Regions from separate parts of the Zea mays genome. Here regions 1 and 3 are each linked to region 2. A link is a contact called in public Hi-C data. All regions are on one chromosome and are shown on one strand. The core of a region is the stretch at or near the end of the contact, and the rest is flanking DNA. Distances in the headings are between cores, read along the strand shown.

Region 1 (3,001 bases), core at 219-2,718, 280 kb after region 2:
TTTTATAATAACACGACGAAGAATTTAAATATGTATCATAACTAATTATATTGTAAAACAATATTCAAACAAATTTGTTATTATATAGGTATATGTAAACATCTTGTATATAATATTATATAGATATATATAAACATCTTGTATATATAATATTTTTTTATCACATGCGTGCCACACATATATTTTCACTAGTCTCTATAATTAGTACATCAACGATCACAAAAGACTAACAATTTAGAAATTGCGCTAGGTTTTATAAAAAACAATAATATTAAGGTTTTGAAAACTTGAGGTCAGAACTAACCCTCCTATAAAAAAATAGAGAACTTCCGTAACTTGTTTAGATCAATATCAAGCCATACATATTGCACCGTAAATTATGGGGACATATAAGACCACTTTAGAATATGGATTTTTTTTTCTGTTTCATGTATTTTTTTAAAATAAAATTATTCGTATGAAATTTCTATATGATCAGTATTCCAAAAAGCTTAAAACGTTCAAACCAACCGTTAGTAACATCAGCTGGTTTGTTTGCTTTGAATTAAAACGATAATTTAGACTAGACAAAATACTATATATCTATCTCTACTAACTATTAAGAAGCTAACGTAGACCATGCCGTGCTCCCGCCTCCCCTTATCGCGCGTGGCATGCGCCACCTACCCTCCCACTGCATGCAAGCATGCAATTCGCAGCAGCTGCATGCAAGCCGCAGAACACTATGCAAGCACTGACCCACCAACCGCACGTATCTGTACCAGGTGTACGCGCTCTACCGCGCCGGCTTCGCGGGCGTGCCGCTCGATCTCACGACCATCGGTGACCTCTTCGCCGTCAGCCGCTTCATGGTCGCGCACGCCAACAACCTCTCCACCACGACCGTGCCCGCCAACGGGCAGCCGCTGCTCGTGCCGCTCCAGTGCGGCTGCCCCTCCTGGTCCCCCAGCTCGTACGCGCCGATGCAATACCAGATCGGCCCGGGGACATCTACTGGATCATCTCCACCACCAAGCTGCACAACCTCACACAGTACCAAGCCGTGGAGCGCGTGAACCCCACGCTGGTGCCCACCGACCTCGACGTCGGCACCATGGTCACATTTCCCGTCTTCTGTCAGTGCCCGGCCGTCGACGACAACGCCACGACGCTCGTCACCTACGTCATGCAGCCTGGGGACACGTACGCGTCCGTTGCTGCCGCCTTCTCCGTCGCCTATCCACAGTGAAAGACACGATGCGGCGGCCGTCTGTGCATGCACTAAGGCTGAGCGCGCTGCTGCTGCTCCTCTACCTGTGCACGTTTCCTGCCCTGGCGCAGTCGTAAAACACGACCACGGCCACAACCAAATTTATTCAACTAGATGGAGCCGAAAGCTGAAGGTACGACTGATGATAAAACGATATATAATTTATGTATGAATATATGCTTCAGCTAATATAACATAAGACAATTTAAAAATTTAACTATCTACGCATAGTTATTAATGTCTTAACCACGCCCCGAATAAGACCAAATCCCTCCCCGTCCTCTCTCTTCGCCCACCCCCACATTATTCTCTCCCCAAATCTGACCTTCCCTCGTGCGAGGCCTCACCTCTTCCGACGCGACGCGATACGCACCACACGCGGAGACCAAGCCGAGCCCATCTAGGGTTAGCGTCCCACTGCGGCGGCCATGGACGAGGCAGCGACAGCGGCCCTGGCGGCGGCGAGGGGGCGGTGGACGCAGTGGGAGGAGGTGGTGGTGTCCAACGACCGCGGCAGCCGCCTCGTGCACTACTACCTCCGCGGCAACAGCGAGGAGAAGCAGCTGGCGGTGGTTGGGCGGGAGCGGAGCCCGCGTCACATGTCGTACGCCGTGCAGGGGCGGTTCCTCCGCGCGCTCGCGGCTGCCGCCGGGGCGGTCGCCGTCGCGCCGTCGCCATCACGGTCGCCTCTGCCGGCTGCTGGGGCGGACGGCGGCGCTCCGAGGAGGTGGCGGTCCAGACGGGAGGTCGTGGACTGGCTGTCCTCCCTCGTTTCTGGTAAGATTTCTGTGCCGGGGAGTTCGGGACCCGGGTTGTGCTTTCTGGAGTTGGATGTAGATTTGGATGATTCCGAGCTCGGCGCGTTTGGTCCTGTTTTGGCTCGATTTGGTGCTATCTTTTGCTTTCAAATCGCTCCGGTTTTGGTTCGATTGAAGGCGGTTCATGTTCTGCTCCGCTTCTCTGCGTGAGTGCGTGTTTGGATTCGTTTTGCGCCGTGAAACATGAGAGCTTTTGGGATTTACAAATTTTTTCGGTTGATTTGCGTGCTCCATGTCTGGAATTCCTTGGCGGACCGTCGGTTGATTTGTTAATACGGCGACAAAGGATTTCTTCCAGTATATTTGCGTGCTCCGTCAAATATGCAAGAAGATGTGCTCCATGTCTGGATTTGGGCTCCGGCGCGCGTCTCGATCATTTCCCGCTGCAGTCCACGGTTTCTTGCATATTTGATGTCAGGGAGGATGATCTCTGTTTATACAATCTTGACGCGCTCAGCGAATCTGCTGTTCTATGGACGCGATATCTCTACGGAATCCTAGGGTTGTGATTAGGTTTAGTTTAAAGTATGCGGATGCTTTGCTTTCATTTCCTGCTGTGCCTAGCCTGATTTGGGCAAGGGAAACCGTAATCGCTGTTTGGGGATTCTGTAACGGGGGAAGGCTGGAGACACCGATGCTTTGCTTGTCTAACCTTATTTGGCCAGAAGAGGCACCGTGTCTAGGAGCTAGCCATATGTGGCAAGAAGATGTCTTTGCTTCCTCGTATTTTCCATTTGGCTGTTGGAGGGAGCCGCGGCTGCGAAACATTACTTCCATTTCCTGCCGTGTCTAGCCTGTTTGGCAAGAAAAACCGTCTTAATCGTATCGTTTTTTTTTCCATTTTGCGGTTAGACCATTAGAGGATTCCTGCACTATGTCCTTTTGTTTAACTAAATTTGTTCGGCAATTGAGTTAGTGCATTTCGCCTCTCTTT
Region 2 (3,193 bases), core at 545-3,044:
TATAGGCCACCATTGTGCTCTCAGCAGATTCCTTCCTCTCAGCACCAGTCTTAAATTCCGCAAGATACCTGCCATAGTTAAGATTAAGAACAGAAGGTTAAGAAATCTTATTGGCTTCTTCAGATTATACAGATACGATTGCACATCATAATATCGCATTGCATCAAGCCCAACCTGTGATAGTCACCCTTCATCTTGAGGTAGAAGACCTTTGATTCAGCAGCAGTAGAAGAAGGCACTAGGTGGGAGTCAAGCAGCTTCAAGATTCCATCACAGATATTGCTCAGTTCAGCCTCGATCTTGCCACGATATTCCTTGATAAGGTTCACATGCTCTTCGTTCTTACGGGACTCCTCCTTTTGTTCAATGGAAGAAACAATGCGCCATGAAGCGCGGCGAGCCCCAATCACATTCTTGTATGCAACAGACAGAAGGTTACGCTCCTCAACAGTGAGCTCTTCCACATCTACAGTCTTAGCCACCTTCTCCATATACTCAACCATCTCCTCATACCTTTCAGCCTGCTCAGCCAACTTGGCCATGTAAACATTCTCCTCCCTCGACATATTGTTAAAAGAACAAACTTCCTGCACCAGAAGGAAACTGATAAGTCATGGCCTAAAAACATACAAAATGTCAACTAAAATGATTATATGGGAAAGGTACATGGCTGGCCACTAAACTCGACTTGAGCCCATTCATGTTTGCTAAGAACAAGCTTATTAATAAGCTTGCTGAGAGGCTCATACAAACCTCATTGAACCAGTAATACATCCACACCAAGAAGTGCCGTCTAATCCAACAACAGCTTACAGCACTCACGTTCAGGTTGAAAAATTACAATAACAGACACCACAAAAGCAGCTAATATGATCTGTTCGTTCTGTTGTGATCCCCAAATCCATCAACCAAATTGAGAATAAGACAGAACTAACCTATTTACACTACCTAAGGCGAATCTTAGTGGGGAGTTTCAAATCATTTTTTTCAAAACTGATATATTATATAGAATGAAATAAAACTTAAATGAAACATCATCTCCCAATGAAAAGTTTCATTCTATGATTGCATAGACATTTAATTTCATGACTCGTAGAGTTGATAATTGTGCCAAGATAGGGTTTCATCTCTTGCCACATCATCAAAAGCACATATATGGCACCTTATCAGCCTATTAAAAAATCATGCGGAGACTGGCCTAACATATCACTGAAAAGGACCAACCGGATCTGCCCGTAAGTTTATTTAACAATTTAATTGAACAACGATGCATCACCAATCAAAAAGGCTTGTTTGCTTAGAAGGGGAATGGAGGGGATTTAGGGAGAAATAAACTAATTTCCACCTCAATCCCCTTCTAATCTACCCAAACAGCCCTAACAGATAACAGTAATAGGCACGGTTGCTACCCACAAAAGGTCCTCAGCAGTCGGTTATCTCGCCAATGTGCCAAAACTAATCCCGAATCAGGCGGATCTACGCGCCCCGTGCGCTCGAAACCTCAGATCTCGCGGATCAAGCTCGAACATAACAAACGAACAGCACTCGAGACAAAGCGGATCTAGCCGCATCGCAGAACACCATTTGAAAAAAGATCACATAAGAAAAAAGCGGAGAAAACTCGCAGCACTCCCGCATCTCCCGTACCAGGAACAGGCAACTAGATCAAGCAGCACAGCACGCAAGATTAATTTCTAAAAAAAAACTAGAAAAATCGGAACCCTAACCTCCTGGCGCGGGGCTGCTCCTGGGCTCGGAGGAACGGTGTGGTCGGGGAACTGCGGATGCTGTGGTGGGCAGGGCGAAGCAGCGTGGGGATATTTTATAGCGGGACGCGAGCGCGAGGCTATTGTCAGTGAGCCAATGGCTCAATGCCACGGCGACTCCAGGGCCCACGCCAACACCTCTTGCGCAAGGCGTGGTGGGCTGCGAGTAACTGACACGCGGGCGAGGCGCGTAGTGGGACCCCATGTCATTGTCTTTTGACTCCAACTACATGGTCAAGAGGGCTCCAAAGTCAGGTGTCTATCTTATCTCATCCCTTATTTTAAACTTCACTTTACAAAAACAACTTCAAAAAAATATTTAAAAATTTCTCTAAAAATTGATTATTGGGAGCATACTAAAAAGTTTTAGAAGTAGATTATGATGTGTACTCCAACAATTTCCCTAAACAAAGAGTCAAAATAGAAAAATGGGCCAAAAATGATCCAATTGCTATTAGGCTTTGTTTGCCTCAGTTGTTTATTGGGCCGGCACGACTCAGCCTGCACCAAAAAAAGAGTCGTGTGCTACACCAAAATATGAGGGAGGGATGAGCTAGATACGGGGCACGAATATTTTGGGAGAAGGAAGAGGGAGTTGTTGGAGCGAGGAAAAATACTTGCTACTCTAATATTGATTTTCGGGTTGATTTACGATTTCTCTCGGAGTTGCTCTAAATAGTGTAATCTATAGTGCAAACCCCCCATTTTACACAATCTGCTGCAGATAGCCTTAACATATGTTGTTTGGGATGGCTTTTCCTTTCCAGTTCACCTCGCTACAACAATAATAGGACAACCATCAGGGACAGTCTCAACTTCGACGACAACGACAGTGGAGATCACTCAAACTACTCGTATAGTCTTAGCTACTCGCACCTTGTCAATTACCTCTGACAAGCTCACTATACGCTGACTCCAACTCTTCTTGTTCTAGTAGCTTCCACAGTACATATTAAGAGGCTTCCTTCATTTGTGCAGGTCGTGCCAGCAATTTTCGGGGCCCTATACCAAACTCTAAAATGAGACCTATCTCACTAAGAAAAAACTACAATAATTTTGAGTTATAATGTATTATATAGCAATGGAATATATAAAGAACCATATCTATCGCAATGTCCCCTATTTGCTAGAATTCTATTATAGAATAATATAGAAAACCATCTAGAATATTTCTCCCTAGGACCTTTCTAAATTACTAATCTCTTCTAGAACGCTTTTATGTCATAGAATTAGGAAGGATGTGTGTGAGACATACAAGATTGACTCAAGAGACCAATTCTTTACCGTAATGGATTTTCAATAATATAATTGTAAGGGATAACAAATTATTATTTAGGGGGGTTGTGCAGCTGAACCTCATGCACTTGGGCCTGCATTTGTGGCTTCCTTAGCACAAGCCCTCCTATCAGCTTGTCGCCTATAGTGTC
Region 3 (3,157 bases), core at 181-2,680, 300 kb after region 2:
TTCAAAGACAACCTAATACACTATGCAATGCCATGAGCCCATGAGTTCCATACCAGAGTTGTAATCATTTGGTTGGAGCTGTTTTGCACGTGCTTTCTTGACTAGGTCCTTCCAATTTTGCGAGAGCAAATAAATATCCAGCTACAGTGTAACATTCAACAAACTGTTTGGTGAACTTGTTTGCTAAAACTCCGAACTCCGGAGTGAAGCCAAATTTATCACAAAGATACTATATACCTTGTCTGCATCCTGAAGGACAGGTGTAATAAGGCCACCATCAATTGCCACAGCCACTGCAATGTTGATATTACTGTTGTATGTGAAGCTCTTTCCATCCCTGCAGGTACTATTGACAACAGGGTGCTGTGCAAGAGCCATGGCTGCAGCCTTCGCCAACAGCACTGTCATTGTCACTCCCTTTGGCTTAACCTGTCAAAATCAAATCAGCCCAATAGTAATCAGGAAGCGGGGCAAGAAAAACAAAGGAGCTTCAAGTGCAGTCATGCCTGCTCCAAATCCTCACCTTTTCGTACAGCTCATCGAGCTTATCGGTTACAATGGGGTACCCAACGCGGAATGCTGGCACTGCCAGGCTCTCCACCATGTTCTTGCTCACTGCAGCCTGCATGGTAGTGAATGGAACAACAGTCGCGCCAGGAACCGGCGGCAGCACTGCTGCCTGAGGCACAGCACCAACTGAAGGCGCGGCCACAGGTGGTGGCGCAGCAGCAGCAGCAGGAGTGGGCTCTGACTTCGGCTTGATTCCGGCAGCCGCCTCAATATCTGCCGGCGTAATTCGACCGTACGGCCCGGTGCCAGTAATCTTGGCAAGGTCCACCCTGTGCTGCTTAGCCAGCTTCTTAGCGTGCGGGCTGGTAATGCCCTTCGTCCCCGCGGCCACCGGCGCTGGAGCAGTCGTCGCAGCCGGAAGAGGGGGCGGCGCCGCTGCGGCATCCTCCGTCGGAGCAGGAGGCGCCTGCTGCGGCTGCCCGTTGGAGAGCTCCTGAGCCTTGGCGAGCGCGAGGGGAACCTCCTCCTCCGACTCCGCGAGCAGCGCAATGGGGGCGCCCACCGGCGCTGACTCGCCAGCCTGGACGAGGACCACCGCCACGATGCCGTCGTGGAAGGTCTCGACGTCCATGTCGGCCTTGTCAGACTCGACGACCACAACAGCATCGCCCTTGGAGACGCGGTCTCCCTCGCCCGCGGACCAGGATACGATCTTTCCCTCCGTCATGGTGGAGCTCAGCGCCGGCATGAAGATCTCCCGGATCTTGGCGCGCACCACCATCCGCCCGCGCCGCGGCTGCCTCCACCGTGTGCCCGCCGGTACCACTCCGGCACGGAGCCGGGCGGGCAGGGTGGAGGCGGAGAGCGAGAGGGGTGCGGGGGCCGTCGCCATTGAAGAGGAGTGCTCGATGTCGGAGGCGGAGGCGAGGAGGAGAGTGGGCTTTTGGCTGGTCCTGGTTGGGTATATGGGGATGCAAACCAGTGAGGAGGGGCGGAGAAAGCGAGGCGAGGATGGCTTTGGAAACTCCGATGATGCTGTCATGGACCGGGCTTTATTTTGCTGCGGGCCCCTACGTCATTAACAAAGGTGAGCAATCTAGCCCATCGACGGAAGTTACCCTCATCAGCGCTTTAGCCCATGTTCTGAGAGATGGGCTCTATTCCTGCTTATTTCGTTAGGCCCATGGCTTCTATTATTACTGAGCAATGAGATGAGCAGGCCCACGAGGCCACGACTTATCCCGTAGGCCACAACACTCGCATCCAGCTCCTCTGCTTCTGGCGACCAAATTCTGCCGTCTCCACCGCCGCCGCAGCCAGCGTCACCGGAGGGATCTGCCGTCTCCCTTGCTCCACGCGATGAACACCGACATCACCGCCTCGACTAAGCCGGAGTACCCGGTGGTGGATCGGAACCCGGCCTTCACCAAGGTGGTCGGCAACTTCTCTGCGCTCGACTACATGCGCCTCTCCACCATCTCCGCCGTCTCCGTCACCGTTGGCTACCTCTCCGGTTCGCCTACCCTCCCAAACCTTATCTCTCACTTCACCCCCATCGGTAGCTCAGACCCGTGCTTGCCGTGCAGGGATCAAGCCGGGGATCCGGGGCCCGTCGATGGTCACGGGCGGCCTCATCGGGGTCATGGGAGGGTTCATGTACGCCTACCAGAACTCCGCCGGGCGCCTAATGGGATTCTTTCCCAACGACGCCGAGGTTGCGCGCTACAAGCACAAGCTTCATTGAGGATCCAGCTCCATTCCGTCTCTCTTTTCGCAACCGTTTCGCCTGTTCCTTTCCTGATTCCGTGTTAACTTCAGTACTTTATCTGGGCACTCTATGGCCTTGGTTAAATAAAAGTGGTATGTTGTTGCACGGTTATGAGGATTCGATGATACAATTCACCTCATCTTTATGTTGTTTGGTGAGAATTTCGTCGCCGTTTGGGTGAATTTATGAATACTGAAGTGATTTCTGCTCTGAACTTGTTATTTGTTGTGTGGTCGTGTTTGTGTATCTTAGCTTGTCAGGATTGGGGATAGTGATCTTATTACCTCTCATGGTAAGCAATGGGGGTTCATTTGGCTCATTGGCTGCCTGTAGGGGAATATTTCAATGTTTGTTTGTTCAGACGATCTTTGCATCAGGATTTACTTGGTGTCCTCCACATCTGAATTTGGTGCACATTTATCATCAAGAATCTCATGGGGGTACATAGATGGTGGTATTAGAGAGCAAACATAAATTTTATCTGTGCTTACTAAAATCCTGTTTGTTTTATCTTGCGAGTGCAACTTACAAGCTGAAATAAATATGTCTCAGAATCTCTGATTGCAACACTCCATAGGCCAGACTCTTACAGTCCAACGATTTGCTTTCCCCCCAGCTTACAGATTGTAACAACCTACAATGTGCAAGCTAAAACAATGTAGCCTAGGAAGTGTATACAAATCTGTGGAAATGAATTTGATGCAGCTGGTCTTTGTGGTATTGGCATGCTCCCATCCTTTTGATTTGAGTTTTGCGAAGCACATCCTCCTTTATCCTTATTTGCTTCATCTTAGCTTCAGTTGATCCAAGCACGAATGGTCTTTGCTGAGTGAATTTTGTATGCTGCTGAACTGTTGTGAGTATTTGGTGATACAATTT

The links. A called contact is a pair of places that touch in the nucleus more often than the background predicts.
Region 1: a Hi-C map of ear shows a contact between it and region 2, with 2.4 times the contacts expected there. The contact joins the promoter of LOC103653462 here to the promoter of LOC100285226 in region 2. A contact is called at or near these places in 2 of 25 Hi-C or Micro-C datasets (ear and tassel).
Region 3: a Hi-C map of tassel shows a contact between it and region 2, with 2.2 times the contacts expected there. The contact joins the promoter of LOC100279373 here to the promoter of LOC100285226 in region 2. A contact is called at or near these places in 3 of 25 Hi-C or Micro-C datasets (leaf and tassel).

What each region holds. Positions count from the first base shown.
Region 1 is chr4:85,141,830-85,144,830 of Zm-B73-REFERENCE-NAM-5.0, forward strand. LOC103653462 (agenet domain-containing protein / bromo-adjacent homology (BAH) domain-containing protein) reads left to right here and starts at 1,469. Exons shown (of 6, transcript XM_008680358.3): 1 at 1,469-2,026. The coding sequence starts at 1,678.
Region 2 is chr4:84,864,471-84,867,663 of Zm-B73-REFERENCE-NAM-5.0, forward strand. LOC100285226 reads right to left here and starts at 1,795. Exons shown (of 6, transcript NM_001158120.1): 1 at 1,728-1,795; 2 at 175-587; 3 at 1-68. The coding sequence starts at 566.
Region 3 is chr4:85,167,719-85,170,875 of Zm-B73-REFERENCE-NAM-5.0, forward strand. LOC100279373 reads right to left here and starts at 1,431. Exons shown (of 6, transcript NM_001152389.1): 1 at 524-1,431; 2 at 238-429; 3 at 54-141. The coding sequence starts at 1,402. LOC100275334 reads left to right here and starts at 1,796. Exons shown (of 2, transcript NM_001149431.2): 1 at 1,796-2,023; 2 at 2,097-2,492. The coding sequence starts at 1,870. The coding sequence ends at 2,254.